Linked DNA regions of Mus musculus: all the other regions are linked to region 1. The links are chromatin contacts, called in public promoter capture Hi-C maps. All regions are on one chromosome and are shown on one strand. The core of a region is the stretch at or near the end of the contact, and the rest is flanking DNA. Distances in the headings are between cores, read along the strand shown. Region 1 holds the start of Ms4a7 (membrane-spanning 4-domains, subfamily A, member 7). Region 2 holds the start of Ms4a19 (membrane-spanning 4-domains, subfamily A, member 19). Region 3 holds the start of Ms4a13 (membrane-spanning 4-domains, subfamily A, member 13).

Evidence for each region. Promoter capture Hi-C pulls out the DNA fragments that hold promoters and counts their contacts.
Region 2: a contact with region 1 is called in a promoter capture Hi-C map of macrophages, with 9 read pairs. The contact joins the promoter of Ms4a19 here to the promoter of Ms4a7 in region 1. A contact is called at or near these places in 11 of 39 promoter capture datasets (Sertoli cells, embryonic stem cells, liver and 4 more), 17 of 484 Hi-C or Micro-C datasets (the AML12 cell line, B cells, CD8 T cells and 8 more) and 2 of 9 other capture datasets (adipose tissue and liver).
Region 3: a promoter capture Hi-C map of macrophages shows a contact between it and region 1, with 5 read pairs. The contact joins the promoter of Ms4a13 here to the promoter of Ms4a7 in region 1. A contact is called at or near these places in 4 of 39 promoter capture datasets (cancer-associated fibroblasts, embryonic stem cells and macrophages), 55 of 484 Hi-C or Micro-C datasets (the AML12 cell line, B cells, the BV-2 cell line and 31 more), 7 of 115 datasets of contacts at active chromatin or transcription factors (bone marrow-derived dendritic cells, bone marrow-derived macrophages, embryonic stem cells and 1 more) and 4 of 9 other capture datasets (adipose tissue, embryonic stem cells, liver and 1 more).

Annotation. Positions count from the first base shown.
Region 1 is chr19:11,333,097-11,338,256 of GRCm38.p6, reverse strand. It overlaps Ms4a7 (membrane-spanning 4-domains, subfamily A, member 7), which reads left to right and starts at 2,111. Exons shown (of 7, transcript NM_027836.6): 1 at 2,111-2,250; 2 at 4,891-5,050. The coding sequence starts at 4,904.
Region 2 is chr19:11,162,836-11,167,995 of GRCm38.p6, reverse strand. It overlaps Ms4a19 (membrane-spanning 4-domains, subfamily A, member 19), which reads left to right and starts at 2,666. Exons shown (of 8, transcript NM_001370777.1): 1 at 2,666-2,724; 2 at 2,946-3,006; 3 at 4,505-4,596. The coding sequence starts at 4,543.
Region 3 is chr19:11,193,854-11,199,013 of GRCm38.p6, reverse strand. It overlaps Ms4a13 (membrane-spanning 4-domains, subfamily A, member 13), which reads left to right and starts at 2,277. Exons shown (of 7, transcript NM_001347435.1): 1 at 2,277-2,469. It overlaps 4930526L06Rik (RIKEN cDNA 4930526L06 gene), which reads right to left and starts at 2,197. Exons shown (of 3, transcript NR_045317.1): 1 at 2,050-2,197.

The DNA.
Region 1 (5,160 bases), core at 862-3,361:
TACACCCTGTTCAACTTCCTGAAGCTAAGAAATAAACTTTGGACAATACACTTGTTTCAAATAGTTCGTTTGTGCTCTCCAGAGGACTAGCTTTTAGTCTGCAGTTGGCATGAAGTCTGAAACATTTTTTCCTATATTTTATTTTTCTTTGAGAATTTAAGACACTGTGTTTTGATAGTACTCACCTTCATCCCACTCTTCCAAGACCTCTCCCATCTCCCTTCCTCCAAAACTTTGTGTCCTTTGTATCCTTGTATTCCTTTTTTCTCAACAAATCCAATTTGTGCTGCCCAAATATTCGTTACTGTGTGCCCTTCTACTGGAGTGTGGGTGACTTGTCAAGGACACTTTCAAAGTAAACTGAGGTACAATAACATTTTAAGGATTTTATTGAAGTCATGACTTGAGAAGTTCCAAATGAGAAACGATAAAGGTGACAGTGAAGGAGCACCAAGGGGCTGGCTAGGCTTTCACAAGACAGTCAGTGAAGTCAAGCAGAGGAAACACTTGGTTCTACTTATACAGTTGCCTTATGTATTATTAGAAAGTCCCTATTCTCTAAGTGTAAGTTGGTTAGATACTTAAGGTATATTGGGCTCACTCCTCCCCAACCCGATTCTCAGAAGATATATATCAAAATCAGCAGTGGATGTCTCAAACTGCATGGCTCTGTACCACATATCCTATACATACAGAGAACAATTATAATATGCTGTGGTTAACTTGAATTCTCTGTCTGTCTGTCTCACTTATGGTACAATTTCACCACACTTCACAGAACGGAAACTTAAAACTAACAAATCTTTGTGTTTACAACTATCTATGAACATTTTATACTGTGGTGAACTGTGGATAATGAAACCACAGAAAGCAAGACTACAAATAAAGGGTTCGTGCTATCGCGTAGAATTAAAACTAAACAAAACAAACAAGTCAAAGTAATTAATTTATGCTCAGGTTTGAAACAAAGTCATTCTTACAGCACACATAAAGCCTGACCATTCGTGTTTGTCTGCTCAGAACTTCTTGGAGCCATGCTGATTTATATCAATAACAGTTTTAGCTTCAAGTACACTAGTTGTATATGAGCATCTAGCATGGCATTGGAATCTCCATCTTTCTCTTCCTCTCTATAGTATTCCTCTTCTACTTCCTTTTGTCATCTTATAGGCCATCCTCTTTTAGACTTATGCAACAGGTATGGACTGGATTTCTGCTTGTTCTTGTTTTTAACTTATTTTGGAGCTATTTTGAGACATACTTCATTTTAATTAAAAATATTTTTATTGAAAATAGAAATTTGCTTTTCTACAGTATATTCTGACCACTGTTTCTTCTCCTCCTCCCAGATCTTCACCTCCCCACCCTTCCAACTCCATGTCTTTCTCTCTTTAGAAACCAAACAGGCCAGTAAATAAACAAACCAGAATAGAACAAAGCAAACAGAGAAATAGAGTAAATAAAAGAGAAAAATCACAAGAAACACATACACATGCAGAGAGACACACAAACAAAGCCAGAAAACAAAAAAATCAGATGCCATAAGGATAATCAAAATACAAGTTAAGGTTTAAAAAAAAAACAGTGGCCAAGCAAAACATTATGAGATAAACATCTCCAAAAATACCATGGAGTTCGTTTTGTGATGGCCGTCTACTCCCTTGAGTGTGGTTTGTATATTCAGTGATACTCCATTGGAAGAAACAAGTATTAACCTTGGGAGCTGCTACTGAGGTTTACGCTTTTAAAAGTGGTTTCCAACCAGCTGGAAATTATCTCCATATCAATAAGCTCTCTCAAGTCCAAATGTTCTCAAATCCAATAACTCTGATTTTCATGAACTCCTTACTCCCTTCCTCATTAATTCTGTAAGTCAGACGGTGAATTCTAATATCTCTCATTCAGAAGGGGACAGACTTAATGCAATATAGAAATGCAAGGAATCGTTCCCTACTTGACCAAATTTGTTTCGTGAGATGATTTTATTTTGTGTTATTTTTCCAAACCTCAAACTTCAGAAAGGGGAAGCAGAGCAGCTCTTCGTTTTCCTACTACTTGTAATTACTGCAAACTCACACCCTGTGTAATCACGAGTACTTCCGGGGAAAGCACACAAAATGACTGAGTGTCAAAGGCAGACAGTGCAACTTCTGGAGGAAACAGCTGGTAAGAGGTTGAGTCTGAGTTCTCCCAGGAGCAGAGTGAGCAGGCCCAGGAGCTGCAGCACACAGGACAGGGCTGTGAGGACAGGTAGGAACTTTGGGTTGGAATCGTACCACTGGGAGATGTTGTGCTCTAAATAGACAGTCTGGGAAATGGATTTTCATCCTGTTTTTTCTGTTGACCACTTGCAATAGTTGGTGAGGCCCATTTGAAGCCTCAGTTTACTTACTTGTCAAAAAGGAAAGCACCTTTGAGATCAGTTGAGATTTGAAGTGATGACCTTATATAGTTAGTTCCCTTAATTTCCCTACTCTTGCCACTTAGTCTTATAAAACATGTTCTCAAAGAAGACTGACATTTGAGAAAATGTTTAACTTGGAAACTATGGTTCTAATCTAACATTGCAACACAGAAAAGCACTGTGTGCAGAGGTGTTTGCCTGAATAGAAGAGATTTTGGAACTCTTTTCGAAAGCTAAGGGCCATTCCCACTTCATGTGAACATAATGAATGGTGAAGAACAAAGCATAGTTGGATTGGGAGGTGATGGTGTCAGTTGCCAGACATACTATAAAATGTAAGAAACATCATTATGTAGAGTTCCTTCCAAAATAGCCATATTTTAAGAATAGCTTAAATTCAGGAAATACATCTCTATATGCTATCATAAATAGATAATTGAACATATAAAATAAGCATAAGTTCTATGTGTTTTAAAATGCACAGGTGTTTCTTACAGCATTGTTCATAGTGATAACAAAAATAGAAGGAACCAAAATGACCATGATTATACATTCAGTCTAATGAAATGCATTCATTTGAATTTATCATTTGGATTTTTAATTCTAGTTTAAAATCCAATTACATAACTGTAGCGTTCTAACTACTGGAAGTGTGTGATTCAGTGGCATTCGATTCATTCATGCTTGGCACCCCCATGACAATCCACTAAACAACTGCTCTTCACCCACCCCTCCCCCACCATTTTACTTTTCTACAAAACTGAGTAGTAGGGGTACCTCATAAGTAGAACCACGCAGCATCTGACTTCCTTGACTTCATTTAAGATTTTGTTTTTGAGGTTTAACAATGTTTGCAGCATGTCAGAATATAACGTTTGCCTTTTATACTTAAGGCTATTGTAATTAGTCAAAGATTGATAAGAATTCTAAATGGTTGGAATGACCATTTGTACAGTGTTATAATTTGTGTAAAATCTTACATAAAGAGGAGAGAGAACTGAAGAGAGGAGAAAAGGAACACAAAGAAGAATGAAACTGGTGACTTCGTATTATTTGTTGGGGAGTCAGGAACATTTTGATTCATGCAAACTATATTTCTTTTTAGCTGACATTGTTGTTATATGTTCTTTTTAACAAATGGTCAATTTTAAAATAACAGGAAATAAATGCACATGATGTTAACAGGCTAGAGAGCATCAAATTGGCATCCAGCTCCTAACAGGGAGCTTAGAAAAAAGCATGCAATATAGTTCTTAGATATGAGACCTGGCAAATCCAAGAAAGAAATGAGAACCTGAAGGGGATTGTGTTGATATACTTAGCAACAAAGATCAATTCGAAATCCAGGTTTCTCCATATTGGGGCAGTTCTGGAAAGAGACACCTTTACCACACTTCCCCGGGATCATAGCCACTCCTAGGGGCAGACTTTGAACTCATGAATGATAGCTAATGCTTCAGATACAACCAACATTTGGCTTCCAATGCAGTGCCATCCCCATCTGCCCCACTGGTAACAAGAATCCGGGGTTCATTTGGTAATGTTGATCTGGTGAGGGACTGTTTGTTTCTTGAGTGGAGCTGTTAATATTATTAGGAAGAAAGAAAAGGCAAATGAGAATTAATGTCACATAGAAGGAAATATTGCAAGATCTGCAGCCCAGAAGACATAGCTCAAGTACCTGCAAGTTCTACGAACATAGACTAACAATAATTATATTTGCTACAGTGTGTTAAACATGAGATGCAGCAGATAAGTGCTTTTTAAAACATTCTTTTAATGAAATGAACTTATTAGTCCTGGATTGCTAAGATATGAAATAGACTTAATAACATCTAGGAGATAAGACTCTTTGAAGGATTAAGAGCTTTGATATTCTAGTTCCTGAAATGCAGTGTGACTTAAGTGTTTATATTGATAGTTACTAAGCTAGTAGAAGCAAAGGGCACATTCTGGATTAGACATGTTCTTTTTATAAACTGGAAAGCACTTACTAATCTAATGCAGAGAAAATGAAGAGTGGAGGACTGGATAGCATAAAGGTAGCTTCAGTGTGATGTCCTGGGAGATGTGATTAAAATACTGTATGATAGGGGAGGCAGAGGTACAAGAGGTAGAGAGAGGGGGCTGAAAGTAAAGGCTTTGGGGGACAGGCAGTGAGGTGAATACGCTCTGCTGCAGGTAATCTGTTTGGATTACTAATCTCCTAACTGTGGAGTTCCTGGAAATGTTTGCAATTTTCCCCAATAGAATGTTTCTTGCCCATCATGGATAGAGTGCAGTCTATTCTATGCTTCCCCTGAAAGCCACATCCAGTTTTGTTTGTAAAACAGCAAGCCAGACCATGGTCATCCAACCCTGAATGTACTCAATTCTTACCTAAAAAACAAACAAACCCATCTTTCTTCACTCCCTGCAGACCCTGGTGCCTGTGGGTGTTTGTGAGTCAAACCCTGGGGACTAACTGAGTCCATTGCCTCTTCTAGCATCCCTGGCACCATGCGTCTACAGCTTGGCACCAAGAACATTGGGTGGGACTGCTTTCCAAAGGACATCATTATCCACAAAAGAGAGAAAACTGGACATACATATGAAAAAGAAGATGACCTGCTGATTGGAGTGCCTAGTGAAGCCACAGTTCTTGGAGTAAGTCAATCTCATTAGAAGGAGAATGCTGGAGAAACATTAAGATTGTGTCCAGACTACAAAGCTATAGTGAATCTGGAAGAATCCTTGACCTGTTTTGACTGATTCCA
Region 2 (5,160 bases), core at 1,417-3,916, 170 kb after region 1:
CAACTCCCACACCTAACGCTCAGGGAACACTGTGGAAGAGGGAGCAGAAAAATTGTAAGAGCCAAATTGGGAAGTTTGCTGTGAGATTCTGTCTCTTAGTGATGTCAGAAGCTACACCCATGAAGTCTCACCAACATGACTGCCCAAACAGAAGCTGAACAAGGATGACATCAACGAACATGCCAAAGTGAAAAGAGAAAGCCCAGGAGACCTCAGCCCTACACAAAGAACTGCAGGCAACGAAGAAATGCAGAGAATGAAGAAAAATAATCTTCCCCAGTGAAGAGCACACCAATTGGTTGTCCAATACTGAATGGTCAGCCATGAAAACATACATACAAGTAACAGACTACATACTGAGCAGGGTATATTTAGGAATACACACATATACATGTGTAACAATTAATGACAAAAGAGGCCATGAATTTGAAAGACAGCAAGGGAGTTTTGAGCAAAGAAAAGAAAGGGGAAATAAAACACAATTTTTAAAAAAATAAAATGAAGAAATTAAGGTCAAAAAAAACTTCAAAAGGCAAGAAACCTGAAAGGAAGGAGTGATGTCCAAGACCGTGAAAGATACAGAGCATCGTTATCTACTGGTGATGTAAGAAACACCACATGTATGTTTTTAAATTGTCCTAGCAGCCACACAAAGAGAGTAAATAGGAACATATGTGTTTAATTTTGACAACACAGTTAATATGTCAAAAACATCTAAATGATGCAGGTAAAAACTATTGATGATATACTTTATAATCTATGGAGTCATATGGTCTACAGATCATATGGAGTCTTCAGAATTGTGTATTTTATACCTAAAACACGTGTCAACTTAAGCTAACCATGTGACAAAAGTGCTATAGTTATGTCTAGCTCCTCATTACATTGTGTGAAACTAGAAGCTTTCATAGAATTCACAGAACCTGTACCCAAGAGCTCCTGCTTGCAGAGAATGAGCAAGTTAGCAAAAGAGTGGCCCCAGAGGCAAGCCAGGTGACGGGCCAAGAAAGCCAAGTGTGCAGTGAGAAAGTTAAGGCTACCTGCAGGTCTGTGCATGACAGAAGGCTGCTTCTAGAGATCACAGTCCACGTCTCACTGTGTCATTGATGTCTTAGATGGCTTTGGCTTCTCATCCCTTCCCGGCCAGCCACCAGCATTGGCTCACAGTGTTAAGTGTCATCTTAAAACAACTCCCCCGTAGGACTCCCTCTGCACACAACTACCTTTCCTTTCTTAAAGCCAGAGCTCCAGAGGTAAGTACATATTATCTCCACACAATTACCTCGTGTTTTCCCTTTGACTCTACTCTAGGTCGAGTCTGACTTCCATCTGTCCTCTGAGGCCACTTCTTTTCAGTGATAGCACTCACCTTCACATTGCAAAAAGCCAGCAACCAAATGCATAACCCTTGAGAGATTTAGGCATCGTTTTCCATTTTTTCCTAGAGCTCAGGGCTCTGCAAGGGCATCCTTACCTTTCTGTCTGCTCCTTACCACCTAAGCTGCATTCGATTTTTATTGTCTGACCACCTAATACTAAAATGGATCATCTCTCACCCCACCTTTCCCACAAGGTAAACTCTAAGGTAAAGGATATTCTATATTTTTTCCATTCCTTACTACTAATACATAAACAATGTCATTCATATTTATCCTCAACAGGATATATAAATATTGGAGCATTCTAATTCCTAGAGAATTATATGTTCAATAAATTACATAATACATGGAATACCTGGTACTGGAAGCCTCAACAAATTGCCTGTGAGGAACACTCCTTTAGTTAGCAGCTAACCAAGTCACCATTGCTTTTGAGACTCAATGTAATCTGAGTAAGTTAGACCAAATGACCTTCTGTTAATTTATTCACTTCTTCCAGGTGCCCGATATAGCACCCTTACACTTTACTGGGTTTAGTGTTTACCTGTTTAGTCATATCATAAATGACTCTCAGCCTCATAGACATGACTGTCAAATTTGGGTTCTTTAATACCTACCATTTAGGACTAGATTACATAGAGCAGTAGCCTTTTGTCGGGGTTAATTTATTTGTTGATTGGTTGTTTGACAGTTCCATGCATTTATATAATGAATTTTAATTGTCTTTCACCCCCACAACTCCTCTCATCTTCCTCTGGGTCCCTTCTCAAGTCCACCTCCAGCCTCCATCTCTTCTTTTGGCATACTGCCCACTATGTTTAGAGTTTCTTGTCCCAGAGTGGATGACGGACTTGTGCAATCTAATTTCTGAAAATGGAAAGTCCACAGAGCAAGTGTGACCTCGATTTTGCAGAGAGAGGAACAGAAGATACATCTTGCCCAAACACCACCAGATCCAGGGTTCCAACAACATCCTTCCTTCTAGAGTTTAGAACTTTGATTTTTGAGGAGACTCACAATAGAAAGACTTGCTTCTTCTACTGGAAAACAGTTGGTAGTATTTGCTTGGTGGGGAAGTCTATGGAGCAGGGAATCAGCCATAGCTGGGCTCAAGGACTGCAGATTAATAGCTAGAGTATGCCCAACACTGGTCAGTAAAGGATGTCCGCACTAGAGCTCCTCCTGCTGGCCCCAAACCCTAACCGCATCTACCTCTCGCGGGCATGAAGGCTGGATGGAACCTTCAAGGGCCAGTGGAACTAACTTCTGCGTGGCCCTCCTCACGTGGCACCCTTCACCACGGTTGCTCTGAGACACAACCGCAGCTGCGCTGGATCCGCAAGAGGTAATGAGGGGCACATGAAGGTGGCAGATGCCTGCCTGCAGGAAAGCCAGGGCAGAAAGATCTGGACCTAAAAGCAACCCTTTCAGGATTATCCTATTCTAACCTTGGGGTTGTGACAGAGTATGGATCCATGACCCTTGAACAGACCACATTAAGGACAGGCATTGGACACTGCTTCCTGGAGAGCTTCAATTGTATCCTGGCTTCTTTTTTCTCCCCAGTACAACCCTCCAGGTGATTCTTGTCACTTAGAAGAGCCTTTGAAGTTTATTACATTTTTTTGTAAGTCATCGCATAACGGGTAAGTTTTTAATTGTCATAATGGGCAATTTTTAATTCAAGAATCTTCTAAAATGCTTTCCTCTGTGCCTTAGTGTATTTTCTCCTTGTCAAATATCAATGGGCCATTATCGTGGCAACTGAAACCTTCAAAGTCCGTGACTTATATGAGGAAAAGGAAAAGTTTGTTTTGAAAGATCTAAAGACAATGCCTTGAATTTTTTTCTTTTTTTATTTATTAGATATTTTCTTTATATACATTTCAAATGCTATCCCGAAAGTTTCCTATACCCTCCCCCCACGCCCTGCTTCCCTACCCACCCACTCCTGCTTCTTGGCCCTGACATTCCCATACAACTACATATAGTGATTGAAGGGAACCAGAAAAGATTAGTGAGACTTTAGAGGCTGGGTGGGGTTGGGGAGCTGTTTCTTGGGAATGGAGGTAGAGATTATCAAAGCCAAATCTAACTAGAAAGCCACTCAAAGCAAATGTATTAACCTTGGACTGAAAAAACATAAATTATCTCTTATTTGTTTTAGTAAAATTAATGTATATAATATAATATATAAGTGTTTACATGATGTATAGGCAGCCAGGCTTCCAAGAAAATGGAACTAAGAAGTTGAAAGTGGTCAGAAGATGATAAGTTCTGTTTTTTCGTCTGTCTCTGATTTTCTCCGGGTGCCCTTCTTCCCACACATGCAAAGTTTCATGCTCTACGGTTCTGTACATTAGAACAGATAGAATCTAATAATGTCCTGGCTTCTTGCTTTTACATCTTCTGCAGCCTCACCAAATGGTTTCGATATCCACCTTTGTTCAGACCAGCTAGAATAAAGAAGAGTTTTCATGAGCATTAAATATAGAGGCTGAGGGGGGAGTTATGATTCATACAAACTAGGAACCATCACCCTCCCTGCCCATGCTAGAAATGACGAGTTATCCTTGTCTTGCCTACTGAACATCCCCTCTGGTTATCTTGTTCACTAACTTAAGAAACCTGCCTATACTCTAGAATACTATTTCTATTTTCCAGCCTCCTCTGCATCTAACATAAGCATGTGACACAGATCCTTCTAGTCAGGCACACACACCCCACCCCCAAACAGACTTAAACTTAGACAACACTGATGGGTGGGTACCAGGGTAGATCAAATCTACCAAGGGTCTAAATTTCCTGATGCAGCAATGTGGGCATATGAGCAGGTGCTCAAGGAATTGATGTGATCGGAGCAGTTATCACTTAGTACTTAGCGTAGTCTAACTTAAATCTGATCCGTGAGCAAAACTTTTTGAGAGGTAAATATTAGTTTTGTCAGAATACTACTAGTCTCTGGTGCAAAAGAACCTGTCAGAGGGCAACCAAGTATCTTTAAAAAAAAAATGAATGACAGCTGTAGAGTAGGGTCCCCCTCAGGCTTAGGAATCTTACCCAAGAGAATAACAATAATTATTAACTGATTTAATTTATGTTGTTTTTCTCCCCATTTTTCCCAGGAGAGGAACTTATCCTCACATCCCTCCATTATATCTTGATGAATATGCCACAGAATCGTTTGTGGATAAAAAAGGAACTGAGAGTCTTGGGGGTAAGAACAAAATGCTGCTCAAGTAAGTCCTCAGTGAGAGGGTTCCCACTCCTTATTACACGAGGTAGAAGATATATACCACCTCTGTTTCCACTATCAACTCCTCAAATGGAGGTAAATCGATTACAGTGGCTTGCGAAGGCGACATGGCATCAAAATATATACAGAGTCTAGAAATGGAGGAGAAATAGTCTTTTTTTTTTACCATCTATCAATGTTTTTAACCCTAAGATGATGACATGTCCTAAAAGAGGTGAGCAAATTGTCAGTACATCCAGAAGGATCTTCGGACTCCAGAGCTCTATGAGCAATGGTTGGCTTCTATCACAGACACACTGCTGTTTGCCCTGGCAATCCCATCCACCACACCCTTTGGGAGTATGATTTTGTATCATCTACTCACACTGCTGAATGATAGAGCCAGATTAAGAGTTAAACACAAGAGATTAAAAATTAAGTGAAGCTGGGCAGTGGTGGCGCACGCCTTTAATCCCAGCACTCAGGAGGCAGAGGCAGGCAGATTTCTAAGTTCGAGGCCAGCCTGATCTACAGAGTGAGTTCCAG
Region 3 (5,160 bases), core at 1,028-3,527, 140 kb after region 1:
CATCTTTTTCAGAACTGACTCTGAGAGTCCTATTCAATCCATAACTCTGAAGTTGATGCATTCAACTCGGTTGTTCTCTCCAGAGCACAGGCTGTGCCTACTCCTGCTAATTCTCATACATAAAACACAGAGGAACAGTAATGTTCCTGTGAGATCACTAATGCACTGTATTACTCAAGGGTGCATCCAAACCAGGGCCTGTGAGGTGGCTCAGCAAGTAAAGTTGTTTGCCACCAAGCCTAAGTTAGTTCCTCCATGGTGAAAGAAGAAAACTAACTAGCAAGTGGTCCACTAAACACACACCTATGATACACACGCATGTACATGCACACACACACACACACACACACACACACACACACACAGAAATAAAAACCATAAAACTAATAGCTCTTTTAATGATATACCAACTAATACACAATTCAGACAGTAAGAGAACCTTGGCATTTTATTTTCTCTTATTTGAAAGGTCTTCAGAGTTTCAATGTAAAGAAGTTAGCTATGATGAAAAAAAAAAAAAAAAAAAAAAAAAAAAAAAAAAAAGCTATTCAATTTCTAGTCCACATTTTCATTGCTATAAAAAGCATGGAAAAGACCTCAGTAACTTTAAAGCCTCATTGACTCTTTTGAGTACTTAAGCCTTAGGAGTGCTAGCCATACTTTATAAAAGTAAAATCTTTATAAAATCTTTATAAAAGGATTATCCTTTTCTATTTTTATTAGGTATTTTCTTTATTTACATTTCAAATGTCATCCTCTTTCCTGGTTTTCTCTCTGAAAAAAATCCCCTATCCCCCTCCCTCCTTCCCCCTCCCCCTTCCCCCTGCTCACCAACCCACCCCACTCTCACTTCCTGGCCCCAGCATTTCCCTATACTGGGGCATAGAGCCTTCACAGGACCAAGGGCCTCTTTTCTATTTTTATATATAATACATTATATGTTATTATATTATACGGAACCATATAGTGTATTAATTTTAAAAGTGCTATATAAATATTATATACTTATATATTTATATATTATAAATAATATAGAATATATCATAATACTATTATCAACATACATTATAATTAAATATATATTTATATTTTATATGATTCATATAATTTTTATAATTTATATATATATATATTTGGGGGGGTGAGACAGGGTTTCTCTGTGTAGCCCTGGCTATCCTGGAACTCACTTTGTAGACCAGGATGGCCTCGAGCTCAGAAATTCGCCTGCCTCTGCCTCCCGAATGCTGGGATTAAAGGCGTGAGCCACCACGCCCGACAAAGGATAATATTTTGTTTGTTTCTTTGTTTGTTTGTTTGTTTGTTTTTGAGACAGGGTTTCTCTGTGTAGTCCTGGCTGTCCTGGAACTCACTTTGTAGACCAGGCTTGCCTCGAGCTCAGAAATCTGTCTGCCTCTGCCTCCCAAGTGCTGGGATTAAAGCTGTGAGCCACCACTGCCCGGCTACATATAAATATATTTAAATATATTTATGTATACATATCTATTTTATGTATACTATGTAACATATAATGAAATATAAATAATATAATACTATATGAATATATATTATAAAAAGATTATCCTTCATAAAAGGATTATCATCCACGAAATATTTGCAATGTAAGCCAGAATTTTAAGTCTTCCAGGAATAAATGAAAGCTCACAGCATGCTCTGGTTAAAGGAGCATCTACTGTCCAAGGGTCTTTAAGCCCTCAGGAAGTCTTCGGTGCTCGGCAGGTGGCCTGTGCTCCCTAGAGAAAACAGGTTTTCCTTTCTGTCTCCCCATTTGCTCTCCAGTAGTAGAGTATTCTTTATCTTTTCATAGCTATCTATGCATCTTTATGTTTCTCTTCACAAACGTTGAACTACTGCCTCATATCAAATCCAAAACCAATACGGTGCAGAGAGCCTGCATAGTAAAATGTCCCCAGCGGGTGGGTCAAAGCAGTCATTTTAATCATTTCCTAAAGAGTCTCTTCATTAATTTCTTTAGCCATTTATATTTGGAGGAGGGTGGAAGAAGAGTAAACTATTAACTCATTTACTTGCCTTTTTACAACTTGAAACCTTCTGAAATGTGTGGTAAACGATCAGGTCTCTGCGGCCATTCTATCTTAGGAGAAGCATCCCTGAAGAGGCAGTGTTCCAGCCATGTCCAGGGAAGCCATTACTAGAAACTCCAGAAGAGGATCGAAGTGAGGGACCAGGGCGTGGCCCGCAGGCCCCAGTGAGTCTGCGCACTGGTTCTCATCCCTCTGCCCTAAGAGAGGGCTGTTGCCCTTGACAACCCGGCGGCTTGAGGAGCTTGACAACCACCTGGGAGCTAGACTGCGCGCTGCTGCCTCTGATGGCTATGCAGCCAGATCTAGCGCTGAGAGCACCATCCACGGTGATCCTTCTCTTCAGCCTGTGCCTAGGCCTGATAGGGTGAAACTGGATCCTTGGGTCTTGGGACAACTGAAATGTGAGGTAACAGTGTGCCTCTTTACTTTTGCTAAGCATCAAAATGGACACGGTCTGGAGAAAGGGGGTTGAGGAAAGAGAGGTGGGCACATCTCCATTCTCCATCTTTTATACCCTCTCGTTTGACCTTCTAAAAAATACTTTTATTTACTTTTTGAAATGTGGGGTCTCACTGTGTTGACAAGATTGCTCTAGAATTCCTGGGCTGAGCAATCGTCCTGCCTTGACCTCACAAGTAGCTGCCAGCAGCTACTTATTCCCACCCACTCCTTCTAGATTTCATCTAGTACTGACTGCCGGTATATGGGTGTATCATGATGTGAGGTGAAAAGTAAAATACTTCTCATGACTGTAACATCAAGGTTCGCCACTAGTCACCTTAAGTAAAGTATTCACTTAAAATATTTATCAGAAAAGGGGGAAGAAAGAGGGGAGTAACTGAATGCATATGGCCAGGGAATTAAGCAGGAATGACCACGAACACATGGAAATGAACTTTATAATTTCTGGGGACAACAAAGTGATTTGAAGTTAGTCTTGAAAAAAATTTGCAACACAATGTGGCAGGAATTACGGGCAAAATGTTAAGACAAACATCTGTGTATCTAGCTACCTTGTAGCACAAGCAGGCTTTGGGGAAAGGGTTACTACCAGGGTTGTTAAGCTATGAAGTCCGAGTGACCAAGTGAGAGGGGAAGGTGGGCAGGAAGCAGTTCATGAAGAAATTGGTGTGTCCTCTGAAGATGTCATTCTCTTCATTTTATTTTAAAAAATCTTTTTTGAGGTTGGTGAGCTGGTTCAGTGGTCATGAATCTTGCTGTTTTTGCAGAGAACCAGAGTTTAATTGCTAACACTCTTATCAGGCAGCTCGGTGCCAACTTAAACTTCAGGGGACCTGACACCCTTTTTCATAGGCATCCAAACACACATGCAGATACACAATTATTTTAAAGTAAAAACGTTTTAGATGTTTTAAATCATTTTTCTGGGACGCGCGCACACACACACACACACACACACACACACACACACACACCAAGGCTCCATGAACGTTATAGAAGAGAGGGTAGGAAGATTTAAAGTCAGAAGTGGTAGAAAGGGCTGTGCAACATTGTCCTCTGAATGTAACATGGGTGATGCACTCATGAACTCACTACAGATGTGGTCACCTACCCAACACTAGAGTCATCAACTTTTTCATTAGAGGGAGGAAGGGCTCTGGAGGCTTCACCCCTACCCTGAGGGACTATTAACAGTTAATAGTGGCTGAGGAGAGAGGTGTCACTTTCTTCAGTGGTATAACCCAGGATCCAGGATAAAACCTCCCACCCATGTTCATGAGGGCAACCCTACTTAACTCAGTAGGTCAGACACATAAAACAGGCAGGAAAGTAATGGAGGGACCTGTTGGGAAGAAAAGGGGTTTTAGCAAAAGAAGGTGGGCAGATAAAAAAGAACAACAGGGGAAGATAAGAACTAAAATTCATTATACATATAAATGAAACTGCCTAAAATTAAAAATTAATTACTTTTTAAAATCATTTCTTAAGCACTTTAGCTTTATATGAAGACAGTGTTGGATTTTTATCTCTGCTAAAGATGCTCAGGATAAATAATAGACATGGTCTCTCTCTGAGTGTTCCAGAATATCTGTGCAAGTTTTAGCATGTGACAGTTGGTCTAGGTATAACAACTAGGTGACTTGTCTTTCACCTACTTCTAGATTAACAATGGAATCACCAGAAAATAAAAACAAATAATATTTATTTATTTATTTATACAAAATTTGGATTTTTAATTGGATTGCAGAGTAGTCAAATATAGTTGTTTTTTAAGAGAATTCTGACAAGTTATTTCATTAGTATACTTTTTTCTTCCAGCAATTAAATTGAACATCTTAAGCAATTAAGCAATGCAAACATACTTTTTTTAAATTAGGTATTTATTTCATTTACATTTCCAATGCTATCCCAAAAGTCCCACACACACTCCCCCACCCACTTCCCCACCCACCCACTTCTTGGCCCTGGTGTTCCCCTGTACTGAGGCATATAAAGGCAAACATACTTTTTCTGATTAGCATTTTTATGAGTTCTTCATTTGGATGAGTTTACTGTGGACCTCATAGAGATTACAGGAACATTAAATATTTTACTCACCAAATTGCCATATGGTGCTTCTACTGGTATGCTATAAATGTGAATAAATCTATCCATAAACACAAAATGACTTATGTTTCTGTTTTCTGGAAGCAGGGATTAACAGCACTCTTGATATGGCATTTCATTATTCCTCTATACAATTTCTGTGATTCTGTGGATATCTAGTTATGGTAGAGAAATTAAACTTAGCTATCTTTACATCTCAACTCTTGATTGCTTCTTAGAGATGGTGTCTGAAAGCACAACACTTACTTAAGTGTCTTAGTTAGGGTTTTACTGCTGTGAACAGACACCATGACCAAGGCAAGTCTTATAAAAAACAACATTTACTTGGGGCTGGCTTACAGGTTCAGAAGTTCAGTCCTTTATCATCAAGGTGGGAGCATGGCAGCATCCAGGCAGGCATGGCACAGGCAGAGCTGAGAGTTCTACGTCTTCAACCAAAGGCTGCTACTGGAAGACTGACTTCCAGGCAACTAGGGTGAGGATCTTATGCCCACACCCACAGTGACACACCTACTCCAACCAAGTCATA